Linked DNA regions of Zea mays: region 1 is linked to region 2. Evidence: chromatin contacts called from public Hi-C data. All regions are on one chromosome and are shown on one strand. The core of a region is the stretch at or near the end of the contact, and the rest is flanking DNA. Distances in the headings are between cores, read along the strand shown. Region 1 holds the start of LOC100273329. Region 2 holds the start of LOC103637341 (protein ROOT HAIR DEFECTIVE 3).

The links. Hi-C and Micro-C count contacts between places; a contact is called where the count stands out from the background.
Region 1: a Hi-C map of tassel shows a contact between it and region 2, with 2.9 times the contacts expected there. The contact joins the promoter of LOC100273329 here to the promoter of LOC103637341 in region 2. A contact is called at or near these places in 2 of 25 Hi-C or Micro-C datasets (leaf mesophyll and tassel).

Annotation. Positions count from the first base shown.
Region 1 is chr8:142,994,387-143,002,081 of Zm-B73-REFERENCE-NAM-5.0, forward strand. LOC100273329 reads left to right here and starts at 1,855. Exons shown (of 6, transcript NM_001147770.2): 1 at 1,855-2,544; 2 at 3,801-3,900; 3 at 3,995-4,060; 4 at 6,604-6,700. The coding sequence starts at 1,914.
Region 2 is chr8:142,729,895-142,736,542 of Zm-B73-REFERENCE-NAM-5.0, forward strand. LOC103637341 (protein ROOT HAIR DEFECTIVE 3) reads right to left here and starts at 4,609. Exons shown (of 23, transcript XM_008659560.3): 1 at 4,402-4,609; 2 at 3,386-3,540; 3 at 3,228-3,294; 4 at 3,013-3,115; 5 at 2,523-2,593; 6 at 2,364-2,427; 7 at 2,181-2,246; 8 at 2,039-2,086; 9 at 1,891-1,953; 10 at 1,753-1,809; 11 at 1,504-1,662; 12 at 1,357-1,425; 13 at 1,185-1,276; 14 at 812-890; 1 more. The coding sequence starts at 3,533.

The sequences.
Region 1 (7,695 bases), core at 605-3,104, 260 kb after region 2:
CTTGGACCTCGCGTGGGCTTCCCTTTGTATAGGGGCACCAACGATGATTAGTCGGGACCTTGCGTGGTTCCAGATACCTCGGTAAAAATACCGGCGTCATCCACGAGAGTTTGCATCTCTACCTTACTCTTTACCTTTCACATTTACATTAAGTATTTAAGTTTCAATCTTGTCTTTTGTTTAGATTATTTGGATTGAAACTTAGCCTTTGAGGTAGAGATAGCAACACTACAAAACCTAGTTTGCACATTCTAGATTATTTATTTACATAGGTTTTGCTCTAGAGATTTATTTGTGGCCTAGTTTAGAGAAAGTTTTAGAAGTCCTAATTCACCCTCTCTTAGGCGTCACCGTTTCCTACAACGGAGCCTGCCTATGTCCGTGATGGGGATTACAATTAGCGTCTCCTTGACCGTGGAGCTCGAGACTTCACCGAGGCGCGGTAGTAGCTCTTGCCACCTTGCAGCTACACATCTGTGGTAACTTTGAGAATGCCATCGGTCCATTTGAGAGTTCATCTAATGTGGTTCAGGGCCCATTACTGGGTGATTTCGACGTTGCTGCGAACGTCACACCGACTCATATAGTTGTCGATTCCGTTCGACTGGAACCAATGGATCGCTGCCTCTATTCGTGATAAACCATGAGTCAGATTCTCCTAGGACTCAAACATGAGCTGGTGACACCCTCAATGTTTCATATGTTAGGGTCTTGGCCGCTAGTGTGCCCATCTTGGGCTGCCCCTTACCCAATTTTCGCCGGAGCGACCGCGAGCCCTTCGTGGCTCGGTCTTCGAACTCCAGAATTCATGGTTGTCTTGTTGTGAGTTTTTTTCACTCTTTGGACCCTGCTAAAGGAATTTGAACGAGTTTGGGTCCTTACCGGAAAGCGATCCCTTGACGTCCGTGAACGTGTTCGGGTCCTTGCCGGAAAGCGATCCCTTGGCATTCGTCTAGTAATTTAGGTCAGGGCGTTCTCGAAGGGTGGCTCGGTCGGTTCTGGCTCCCTTTGAATTTCTCGAGACCCTGCATTAGCCGGGCAGACAACAAAGAGGTATTAGCGTGTCTGTGTTTGCTCAGAAGGGTATAAATGTCACACCGACTGGAAGGACAAAAAATTGTTAGCAAGAGAGGCTAGTTCTTAGGTACTGCTCCCCTCCCCCTCTCGCTCCTGAGCCCTTAAGGCATCCAGCCTAGGGTCAGGAGTAGGTTGGTTTAGGAGCGTCGAAGTCTTGATATGGATAGAATTGACGCAGTTGCTCGATGTTCCATGTGTTGGGAAGCGTCCTCCCCTTCTTGTCCTTCAGCTTGTAGATGTCTGATCGAAGTACCTCTCCAACTATGAATGACCCCTTCCATGGTAGAGACGGTTTGTATCGGTCTTTGTTAGTCTGGACTTGCCAGAGTACCAAGTCTTCTACTTGCAAAATCCTTTTTCGAACGCGACAGCCGTGGTACCTTCACAGTGCTTGCTGGTACCTTGCCGACCGCAAGAGTGCTACATTGTAGACTTCATCGAATTGGTCCCGCGTGTCTTCTAAGTTTTGCGTAGAGGCTCACCCTTGGGGTGCTGTATTTGAGGTCAGTGGAAGCATTAGTTTAAAAATATAGGAAAACCGTAGGATTTTAAAAAAGATGTTGACATAAAGGATGTCTCAGTTTACTGTGAAAATGACTTTGTTCAAAAAAAAAGTTTACTGTGAAAATGCCTTTGGTGGAGGACCCTCGGCCCCCTATACTGAAAAAAAATCTGTGAAAATGCGTGTCACTTCTTCGGGCCGTCTCGGACAGTCGGACACGCATGGCTGCTTGCAAATCGCACCTCCTGGGGGAGTACTGGTTAAACGGGTCCAAATCTCGGACCCGCAAACGGACCTCACCCACCCGTTCCTCCATCTCCGCCCCTTGCCGGCGATGGCACCGGCGCCGGCAGCGGCCTCGGCGGGGCGGAAGTCTCATGTCACCGTTCTCCTCCTCTACGTAGTGTGCGGCTTGATCCTGCTGCTTCTCCTCGCCTCCTACTCGCCCCGCCTCCAGCCCCACGCCCACGGCCGCAGCCTCCACCGCCGCCTCAAGCTCCACCCAAAGAGCTCCTTACCATCCGACGCTTCCTCCGGTGGGAACGGGGGGCAACAGAAGACGCAGCACCAAAACCACCATGCGGCCTCCTTCGACCCGACCATCGCCGAGCTGGAGCGTCGGCTGGACGACAAGGAGTGGGAGCGCGAGCACTACAGCCTCCTCCACGGCGGCGAGCCGGATGACCATATGAAGGAGTGGGAGGAGTTCCTCAAGGAGGAGGAGGACTTCATCAACGACGACGACCGATTCAACATCGCCGACCGTATCCGCGCGCTCTTCCCCAAGATCGACGTCGCCCCGCAGGACGGATTCGTCTCCCTCGACGAGCTCACCGCCTGGAACCTCCAGCAGGCCAGGGCTGACCAGCACCACCGCTCCGCCAGGGAGATGGAGCTCTACAACAAGAACGGCGATGAGATAGTCTCATTCGAAGCCTTCAATGCTCTGCGCCAAGAATCCCATGGTAACATTGCCAAAATACTCTACTTTTGTTTCTGCGTGAACAGGGCCGTGCCTGAGATTTTAGGAGCCCTGGACAAAAGCTTATATAGAGGCCCTTTTGACCTCTATATATGTACCCTTTTGACATCTATATATGTAAACACACTTTGATGGACCACACATTAAACGCAATTAGCTACTCCTGCCTATGGTATACGTGTACACGTACGTGCAAAGGTCGATCGTCGATAGCGTGTCCCGGCGTTTGCAGTCCTATCTAGATTGTCCAGTCCTTTGTCGACGTGGTGGTGGCACTGGCGACAAGAATTAGGTTTTCTAGATGTATTATATTCTGAGTCCTGATTTGGGAACTGGTTTACGTGAGCAGGCCAGTAACCATTTCCGGCTTACGTTACGTGAGCAAGATGGTAGAGGCTGGGTTGCCCGTTTACGTGAGGAGGATAGTAGGTCATAGTAGGGATGACAATGGGTACCCAAAACTCGAATACTCGACGGATTTTACCTAATTATAAGGAGTGAGGAGGATAGCAGGTCATAGTAGGGATGACAATGGGTAGGGGTGGTAATGGATCATGACCCTAATACTTGCTTCACAAATCAACAAAGCCCTTAATTTTGTTAGTTCAAAATTGTATTGTTTTATAATCCGACCCTAACTTGACTCGATCCTTAAATTTGCTAGGCTAAACTAAATGGCCCGTTACCACCCCTAACAATGGGTACCCAAAACTCGAATACTCGACGGATTTTACCTAATTATAAGGAGAGTATGGGATGATTTCTTTACCCATGGGTATGTTAATGAGTATTGAGTACTACCCATACACGTTAGTAAAATTATCTGTGTGGATATGGGTATGGGTAAAACTCTATACCCGTGTATATATATGGATAATCCAACGGGTAGAATTGTTTTATAGGTACAAGTATGGAATGCTACTACCCAATGGATATATACCCGTTGCCATCCATAGGTCGTAGCATTAGACGGTTGGGCTAACCAAGCTAACACCATTTGAGTTTATTAAATAACTAAGTACTATACTTAAGTATATATTTGAGGGCCCCTAACATTTTGGGGGCGCTGGGCGGCCGCCCACCTCGACCCCCCTCAGGTCCGGCTCTGTGCGTGAAGCAATAAGTGTAGCAATGTTGTCTCCGCGTGAAGCAATGAGTGTAGAAATGCAAGGAAAGGGTTCCTGCTATCACTGTATTTTCCTACGTTGGTTTGCTGATCGCTCGGTTCATGTTCTGCAGGAGAGGGCAATATGCTTGGGTTCGAATGGTGGAAGGAGGATCATTTCAATGCGTCAGATGCAAACGCTGATGGTTTCCTTGATAAAACTGAGTTCAATGAGTAAGCATTCGTTTCAGTAGTACCAAACGTCAACTTTCTTAGTAATATGGTTCTTCATTATTTCCTGACATCTGCCTTTTTATTTTCCTTACAGTTTCCTTAATCCAAGTGATTCGGATAATCCCAAAATCATCAATTTGCTCTGCAAACAAGAAATAAGGTGCATGCTTTGTCAGCTTTACATCTATTTTCTATCCTACTTTACATTAATTTTAGCAGCATATGTGTCATGGATTTGGAGTGGTTTAATCTTGGGTTTAGCCTTAAAAGGGTACATAAACTTTATACAAATCAATTATTGGCTTCAGAGTCCTGAATCCTGAATCCTCGAGCCATCAAAATATATGTTTGTGAAATTTGTTTCAGGCTTAACATTTTCATGCTGTAGCAGGCAACAGGGTTTAACCACTAGTGATTAGTGAAACGACTTTTTAGTTATATGCCAGGGCAATACTTAATAATTCCATTGCTCACGAGAGACAAGCAGTAATATGCATCCTAATAATCTGAATTCTAGATAGGTTCCACCTAACATTAGCCCAAGTCAAGGACCAAAAATCATGATCATACACTAAGATGACTTACATGTACTTAGGAGTGGTAATGGATCACGATCCAAATGCCTCTTCACAAAAGTTAAGGCCCTTAAATAATATTAGTTAAAAAATGAATAAGAATAGAGCCCGACCCTAATCCGATTCGATCCTTAAAATTTGCAGTGTAAAGTTTATAGCCCATTACCACCCCTACATGTACTAAAGATGGCATAACCCTTCAAAACTAAGGTGTTGGTTCACTGATGAGTGGGCCATGAGGTCATAGAGACATCGCTGAAACTGTCTATCTTTGATTATGTTTTATGAAATCTGGGGAGCATTTGTTCTTACCATTGCAATCTTTCTTATCCTGTCGTTTTGACTATGTCACATGCAGTCTAATTAGTATCCTGTGAGGCAAGTTCAACTACGTGTCTTATGTTGAAAATTGCTGTTCACATGTCTGAACTGTGTGGACAACAGTTTCTGCATCGGACACATTGAAAGAAGTTTTTTTTTTGACCCTTTACACTAAACAACCCTGCCCTGCTACTGTTGTGGTTGAAAACCCCTTATTAAGTTAAAAATGCAAAAGAAGCTCAGTTGTTGTGCCACATCATCATATTGTTAAGTTGCTCCCTGATAGGATCTAGATGGCTAGAGGGAGATGAATAGCCTATAAAAGTTTCTCTAATAAAAACTTATCATAAGAATTAAGATAATACTTATATGCAGAAGCGTAATAAGTAATAGAGAATACTTCACAATATGATTATGAAAATAATATGTAATAGCAGGTGTAAATCGAAGCGCTAACCACACAGGGTAAGAGGTAGAGACAATTTTATCCCCAAGATTTGGTTGCTTGCTGGCAGCCTACGTCCTCATGCGGCGAGTCTAACCTTAGATGATTCACATGCATATCGATGCAATAAGCCAAGGCCCACATATGGTACCGTGACAATCGCTCTAGGAGAGCACTCCAACAAGCCACCATTTCACTAAAGGGGTGTTTGGTACTTTGGTTTGTAGGGGCTAATTTTTAGTCCCTCTATTTTATTCCATTTTAGTCTCTAAATTGCCAAATACGGAAACTAAAACTCTGTTTGAGTTTCCATATTTAGTAATTTAGAGACTAAAATAGAAAAAATGGAGGGACTAAAAATTAGTCCATAGAAACCAAACACCCCTTAAGTTAGTCTTCGTGAATCTACCGTAGGGATAATCACAAGAGCCCCTTACAATTCGTTGATCAGAGCTGTCAATAATCACCAACGCCGCTCAACTATCCTCTGCTGCACCAATGTCGCTCAACCATCCCCTGATTAGTGGGATATGATCCTGTTTATCTATGTGCACCAGGCTCATTGCCATATGCGCCTGTAATTGTCTCTGCTAACAATACTAAACCTTCTATAACTTACAAACTAGACATCTCTATATTGAACCCATGGAAATGAACAAACTAGGTTCTCAGGGATAAAGATGTTTTGAGGCATAAATAAATCACTTGAAGCAAAAGAAACTAACACACCTGAGTAAAGCATGTTGCTTTGATTAAAACACCAAAGAACCTATTGAATGATCCATCATGTCTGGAAACTTGGAAGTTATTGATTTTTGTGTCACTCTAATGAGTTTTTAAAGGTGGATAACTGGATATTCTTCCATCATTAACTATTTATGTGCACTATAGATAGGCTAGCGCAGTGGTGAGGAACCTTCCCACTGAGCCAAAGGTCCTAGGTTCAATGCAGTCTCTCTGCAAAAATACAAGGGTAAGGATTGTCTCGGTAATTCTTTCCCGAGACCCCATTTATGTGGGGCCTTCAGCACTAGGTGACTAGGTCTATCCATTAGAGCACACTTCAGTTTCTTTGAGTTTATGTTTGAAATTCCTTATTATGCCATATCCAGGCAGAGGGATAAAGATGGTGATGGAAAGTTAAACTTTGAAGAATACTTTACTGGGCTACATGACCATATACATGGTTATGATGACGAGAATGCAGATATTTCCCAAATTGGGAACATAACAGTTGCGAAGGATCGGTTTTTCAAACTTGACAAAGATAATGATGGGTATGCTAGTGCACATATTTGCAGTTTATAACAGAATTTTGTATTACCTTCAACCCTTCTTCAATTGAGAAAACCTTTTCTGCAGGTTTATTTCGGAGCATGAACTAGAGCCTGTTCTTGATAAGCTCTATCTTTCTGAACGCTATTATTCTAGACAGCAAGCCATCCATGCTATTTCAGAGGTTTGGTTCATATTTCCCCCTTTTGCTTCTTTTTGTTGTTCTTTGAGATATCAGAATATGGCCCCATGGTCTAGCTAATATACACAAGTCATGTTTCCATCTGTTATTCTACTTCAAGGTGTATATAGATTCTACGGTCATGCTTATGTGCATAATCAGATGGCATAGTTTGTTTAATTTTTACTTTATAAGTTTCTTTTTTGAACCATTGAATCTAGAGATGCATTTTCTAGGAGTTGCTAGGACTTGTGTACCATCACGAGTGTATATGAGTTGCCTGTTCCTATAGTTCAGAAATTATTTCAAACTTGTCTGCAGGCCCAACAGAAGTTTTCATGTTGGTTTCTCCTAATTAATCCATGCAAAACAACGTGTGGGTTTATAATTACTAACCAGTTAAACTATTTGTCACCAGCTATTATCACCAAAAATCATGCAGGTAATGTCAAGAATATAAAAACTCGGCCGGTGGGGAAAGACCGCCCCACGGTATTTCACTAAGAAGAGCTCAATCAGAGCATGAGCTGGCCCCCTCATACATAGGGATGTCTCCCCTATGGTTCGGGCCTTGACCCGTGCTTTGAGGCCCAACCCACATGACCAGCCTCTTACACGAGGGCCCGTTCACCCATGCCGACCAAGAGAACCAGCGAGTGACGTTTTTTTACCACAGTCTGAAATTTGATCTCACAGGGAGTCGAACCTAGGATCTGAGTGGTGCTACTCAGACCACCTAACGAACTTAGCTAGAGGCCCATTCGAAGGAAGACACTAAGTAGATATTGACGATCCATTACGGAACATAGGTGCAAAGTCATTTTTGTCTAGTTCCGTACCTAGTTCAGTAATTAATTATTGTGCATAGAAAGAATTGCTATGCGGAAATCATCATGTATTTTCTGCTGATGCGATATAGATTTGGTTCATTCTTTTTGGGAGCGTAGTTGAAGTACTACATTCTGTACATCATGGTCGAATTTGAGTGGGGGAGAACC
Region 2 (6,648 bases), core at 3,359-5,858:
TTTTCTAGGGCCTTGCCAAAGTACTCCTTAAATGCTTCTAAAGTTCTAGTGTGTAAGTGACCTAGAAGAGATTGATAGGCAGGATTGACAAGCTACAAAGACGAGGAAGGCATTGGTGCAAATAAAATGTTAGTAACCAGCAGAATGAAAAATAAACCAAAATGCAAAAAAATCAGGCTGGAAAGTTGGGAAAATGCAAGCAAATATATATTTAAGAATCATGCCAGGAAAATGAATACACAAAAAACATAGTGGGTACTACTAACTTAGATAAAAAGTTCCCACTCTTCCACTAACCAGTTACAAAACATGGTACTAACAAGTGTACATCACTATTTGCTCCCAAGATTAAATCCCAGATTTATAGTTTTGTTTATGACAGTGGACAGATACATGAGTCACACCATAAATACCTATGCTAACTCTTGAACTCAGTTTATATGTATGTTGATTTGGACACAGTCACACATGTCAGCGAGAAGTTCAAACTTTGGCTACAACATATGAATAATAACCGAGATTGGCCAAATGGAAGTAATATGAATATGTTCATCATCAAAACGATACTCTCATCATACATTATTTGCAGTGTTCACCAGCATATAGTGCTAGTAGTAGCAAATGTCACCCCATGAAGACTATTCACATCCAAAATGACATACATTCATAAACAGATGGAGTGTGTATTTGTACATGAGAATTTCATAAATAAAAGTAAGTGAAGCAAGTGTGGATAAGTACAATTTATTTCAAAACTCATACGATGGATCAAATGTACTTGAGATACAATAGTTCAAAAGTACGACCGAACCTGTAACAGTTTAGACTCAAGTTGTTGTCTTTTCGAGCTTCTGACACCTTCATCAAAATAAATAGCCTCCATGTCATACCTGTGACCAAAGAACAAAATCATCATAAAAGGAATGAATCTTTTTTCCCGGATACCTTCAATATTTATGCCAAGAATTGTGCGCGTAAAACGCATAATTTATCTACAACAAATGGATAGCCTACTAGCCTACACTCAGCTGCTTTGCAGGTATTGTTGGTTCCAAGAGTTCTAAAGACAAATGGGAGTATTTATCTTGAATAGACTTGTAAGGAGTCAAAAACATCATCTAAATCATGGGGATCCCATGAGAAGAAAAATAACAGAGTACTCAGAAGACAACCAATAAACTCACTCTGATAAACATCTATCCAGAAGGCTGCTGAGCTTCTTCCCAAACCCAGTAACAAAGTCATGTTGGACAGCCTCCTCAAATTGTTGCCATTCCTTCACACAGAAATCATATAGAATCAGTTCTTGAAGGAATCTATGATCCACAAATCATGTATGATATGTATTGTAATCACCTCATCAGCTATAAAGCTGGTAACTTTCTCATTACCAATTTCCTCACAACGTACAGTAGCCACCATAACCTGAAGTGAAGCATAAAAAAAAAAGTTAAGGTATATTATGTTGATAGCTTAAATTGGAAAACAATGGATGGTACTCACTTTATGAGCAGGCAAATCAAGATCTTTGTTCTCCTTGATGACTTTCCAAAATTGCTGGGAACTAAATGAGAAACCTGAAGCTGGGACAACACCACGACGATCCCCAGCAAGTCCACCAGGGGCAATTGAATGCTGAAACCTATCTCTTAAATCAGAAACCTACAGAGAGAATTGTTTACAATTAAAAATAATCCCAGCAAAATCTGCAAGGAGCATACTTTTCACAATTTACATTTCATATACACCAACCTGCTGTTTGAATAACTCTTCTTTTTCTTCATAACTCGACAGTGCGACAACTTGAACCTGGATGTGAAAATTAAATGAACTTTTAGCGAACTTCAGTATAAAACATGTGTCGAAGAAAGGTTAAGTCATGATTTTTACATCGAAAAATTCACTAATTGGAGTTTCTTTATGGGCATGGGGTTTCGGAACAGCATCCCATATCTGCAGCAAAAATGTATACAGCTTATTATAGGCCACAAAAACACAAATGTCTCAAAAGAAAACAGGGTATCAACAAAACACATACCTTCTGAATGTCTTCCCTTAGAATTGGCTCAAGATTTTCTAGGGGTGTCTGCAAGAAACCAAAAGGAGCCAATAGTTAGTATACAAGAAATCAAATGTGAAAAGGAAAGTAGATTGTTCACATGTAACAAGCAAGCCCTTACCCTTGATTTGTCACGTATAACAAACAACAATGTTGTTTTGCGAGGACTGAACAACCTCATCATGACCTACACATATGAAGAAAGAAAATCCCAAGGTAAATACCTCAAATGCTAATTCACATCCAGAATAGACAAAATATGGTCAAAAAAGTTGCATCAAAATAAAACTCATAAACAACTTGCCTGGAAAACAGTCTTCAAAAGAGGCTTGTTTGCAGCCTGTTCTCTGCCAATGTCATGACACCACCTATACAGGAAAACAAAAGAATTTTGAGTTGCACAAGGGGATAATAGGTCCAAGATTCCAAGTCCAACAACGATCGCTTCACTAAACAAACTTACATATTAATCAACACAATGTCCGAAACGGCCAAAGCAAACAATGCACTTTGCTTCTCAAATGCTGTATCATCCTGAAATATCATGCGTATGAATTATCAATTATGCATCAACAATTCAGTATAATGTGGAGTATTAGCTCCATAACACAAAATGTAATTTTGGGAAGGATCAGTTTCAGCAAAATTCAACTTATTACAAGATGAGATGAGGCTTACTCAACAATATGAGGCTCCACTATAATAAATTAATAATAAATTAATAATTTTAAATTAATAGAGAGTAATTAAGAGGCTCCACTATACAATATGCCACAGCAAAGTTCAGGATGCAGAAGATACTTGGGATATCAAAGAAACTTTGTTTCAGATTTATAATATAAGGAAAAAAACTTATAGGAACAAGTACAATTAAGCATATGGTCTCTCTGACACCAGTAGCACCACATCAAAACCAAACCACATCAAAATTGGAGGTATGCTAGTTTTATTACCTCTCCCCTCTCTCTTCCATCAGTTCCTTCCAAATCCATTACAAGGGTGCACGGTTCAATATTCTGGGCCTTCGCTAGCCATATACCTTTGGTAGTCTGTGACCTGATGGTATCAAAAAAAATACTAAATAAGGTAAAGAAGAACAGGCTGCACCAGAGCCAAGAAGGCTTGTAATGAGAAATGGAAGATAAATCAGAAGGGACTAGAAACATGCCTTCCTCTGAAGGCATCCATCTCCCTAAAATTGGTGCCAAAAAGATGATTCAAAAGTGTACTTTTCCCTACAAGAAAATGAGAGAAACCATGGTGTAATCAGACAAAGGAAGCATGCAGTGAACAGAATCAAAACAACGGAAAAGAGAGACACCATACCACTACTTTGCGGGCCCATTATTGATACAACAGCATAGGACAGCCCGCATTCACCCAATCTGACATCCTTCATGAAGTTCTCCAATCCGGAGACGTTGAAGATCCCATCTCCATCAATTAGCTGTGTTGAGAAACACGCATCACCCATTTATGCTCTGCAGAATTCAAAAATGAATAAACCACCACATCCAAAATCAGAAGGAAAAAACGAATTAAAAGCAATATGATTGCAGCATTCGCCTGCTTCCAGCATTTCCCCCCAAAATAAAATTGAAAATAGTTGATTAGCGTAAGTCCTTAGTGAATAATATCAGCACAAGAAGAAATATATTGGACTTTTAAGGAGAAGGCTATCAGACTGTACTGGTGAATAATCAGGTACTTTTCATACTGCACGATCAAATAATTATTGGCAGATTTTTGTGTACACCATACAAAAACCAACTCGATGGACCTTTGTTTTGTGGCCCATGCCTCAGAATTCCGGTAGAGATCAGCAGTATTAAATTGGGTAGAAACTGCATAACAGCAATGTTACTGTACAAAGGGTGCAAATTGATGGATATCTGCGCTAACTACGCTTCTCCTTAGGTCATCTACGGCTGAATACTGCAATTATTACTAAAGATCGCACAGGGTACAGTATCAGCGTCGGGTTACCACGAGAGCGTGGAGCTCAGCTGAACCCCTCGAGAATCTGGTCATGGGGAAAGTAAATACTTGTTCTACAAAGCGCACAAGCAAATCTGCCACAAGCCGAGGGATCCATCGTCCATCCCAGGAAGGGAGATTTGGATTTGAGGGTTCACAGCGAGAAGTTTCTGCAGACCAAAACAAGCAAGAAAACTAGGGCGTCCTAACCAACACAACCAGAGAAAGTTTGGGACGGATCTCCACCCCTGCGCCGGCGGCGTCCAGGGAGGCCTGCAGCACAGGTAGATAGGCACCAGGCGCGGACGGGAGGAAGGCAAGAAAATTCAATCTGATCGGGGAAAGAGGGGAGAAGGGACACGGACCGTGTGAAGATGGTGCCGGGGCTCGCGCGTCGGCCGGTGTGGGGGTCGGCGTCGGCGATGGCGGAGGCGGGGGAAGGGGGAAGGGAGAGGAAAGGGGGAGAGACCGGGGAGGTGCACGAAGGCGTGTGCGCTTTTATTGGAAGGTGGGTGATTGTAATTTTCGAAAAGCAGAAGAGCATGGGGTATGGGTAACAAGTAAGGCCGTAAGGGCTTGAGTGTGCAACCCAACAAGGCTTAAAATGACGCAAACTAATGTCCTAAAAATTAAAATACTATATTATTTAGTGCCTAAATCATGTATTTTAGTAATTAAATTACATTATGAGAAAAGAAAGTGTTAAAAATTAGAAAATAAGAATAGGGCACTAGTCTAAGGTGTAGTATATTTGGGTCACTTGATGTTGTGACTTATATTTATTTGATAAAATTTTGTAAGATATACATTGTTGGAGCTGTGTTTTTATGTGTTGAGCCCTATATTTTAAGATAAGACACTGATTTAAGACATTGTTGGAGATGCTCTAAGGTGGTGTTTAATACCATATCGGATGTTTAGATATTAGTTAGAATCATTAGATAGAGTCAAATTATAAAACTAATTATAAAGATGAGGAGTAAACAATAAGATAAATCTATTAAGCTAAATTAGTTCATGATTCGTCCACGTGATGCTACAGTAAACATTTGATAGCCATATACCATTTAGATTTAATAAATTCGTCTAGACATTTATCTTCATATATGTAATTAGTCTTATAATTTGAATATATTTAATACGCATAATTGACATTCAAATGTCCAATGTGATACAAACCAAACGTAAACTTTAGTAAGAGAAACCAAACACCCCTAAAAGCTCCTTTGGAACAAAGAAAATATCAAGATTTTTAAGGGTTTCTCTACAGGAACATTTTCTATATAAGCCTTAAAATTCCTTTGAATTTCTTTCCTCCATACAAGTTTTGGAGAGAGAAAACAAGAGGACCAACCTCTTGGAAACTTCTGTATGGCTCATGTCTCTCAATTCAAATTCCTGCGTAACATCCAAAGGTTAGGTGAGAAATATTCTTGAATTCTTCCTTCTTATAGGATTGTATTTCATAGCTAACCCTAATCTTGTGTTTTCATATTTCTGTGTTCCCAAGGGGCCTAAACATGTAACTAGGGATGACGGCAAGTAAGATACCCAGGAGGGTGAGAGCACCTAGAGGGGGGTGAATAGGTGATCCTATAAAACTTGAATTTTAACTCACAAAACTTGATTAGGAGTTAGCACAAATAATACCAAGTGGCTAGAGAGGAGTCTCAACAAAACACAATAACCACAAGAGATCAATCACAGAGATGGCACAGTGGTTTATCCCATGGTTCGGCTAAGACCAACGATTGCCTACTCCACGTTGTGGCGTCCCAACGGACGAGGGTTGCAATCAACCCCTCTCAAGCGATCCAAAGATCCACTTGAATACCACGGTGTTTTGCTTGCTTTACTATATCCCGTTTGCGAGGAATCTCCACACTTTGGAGTCTCTCGCCCTTACACTTGAAGTTCACAAAGAAGCACGGAGTAAGGGAGGGATGAGCAACACACTCAAGACACAAAGATCACAGCAACACCACGCACACAAATCGCAACAAGAGCTCACAACACAACTCAATGAGTTCACAACTCAACTAGAGCTCTAATTGCTATCGCAAAGAATCAAAGGCGCGGAATCGATGTCTTAGTGCTTAGGAATGCTTAGAGGATGCTTGGTGTACTCCTCCATGCGCCTAGGGGTCCCTTTTATAGCCCCAAGGCAGCTAGGAGCCGTTGAGAGCATTCCAGGAAGGCAAATCTTGCCTTCTGTCGCCTGGCGCACCGGACAGTCCGGTGCGGATTTCTTTCCTTTCCTGGCGAAGCCGACCGTTGGCGCCTGAGAGCCGTTGGCGCACCGGACACTGTCCGGTGCACACCGGACAGTCCGGTGCCCCCTCCCGACCGTTGGCTCGGCCACGTGTCTCGCGCAGATCGCGCAGCCGACCGTTGGCCCGGCCGACCGTTGGCTCACCGGACAGTCCGGTGCACACCGGACAGTCCGGTGAATTATAGCCGTACGCCGCCAATTTATTCCCGAGAGCGCCAAGTTCGCCTGAGCCAGCCTGGCACACCGGACACTGTCCGGTGCACCACCGGACAGTCCGGTGCACCCAGACAGTGCTGGCTATGGCTGAAACAAGGCAATCTCTTTCCATTTTGTTTTCTCC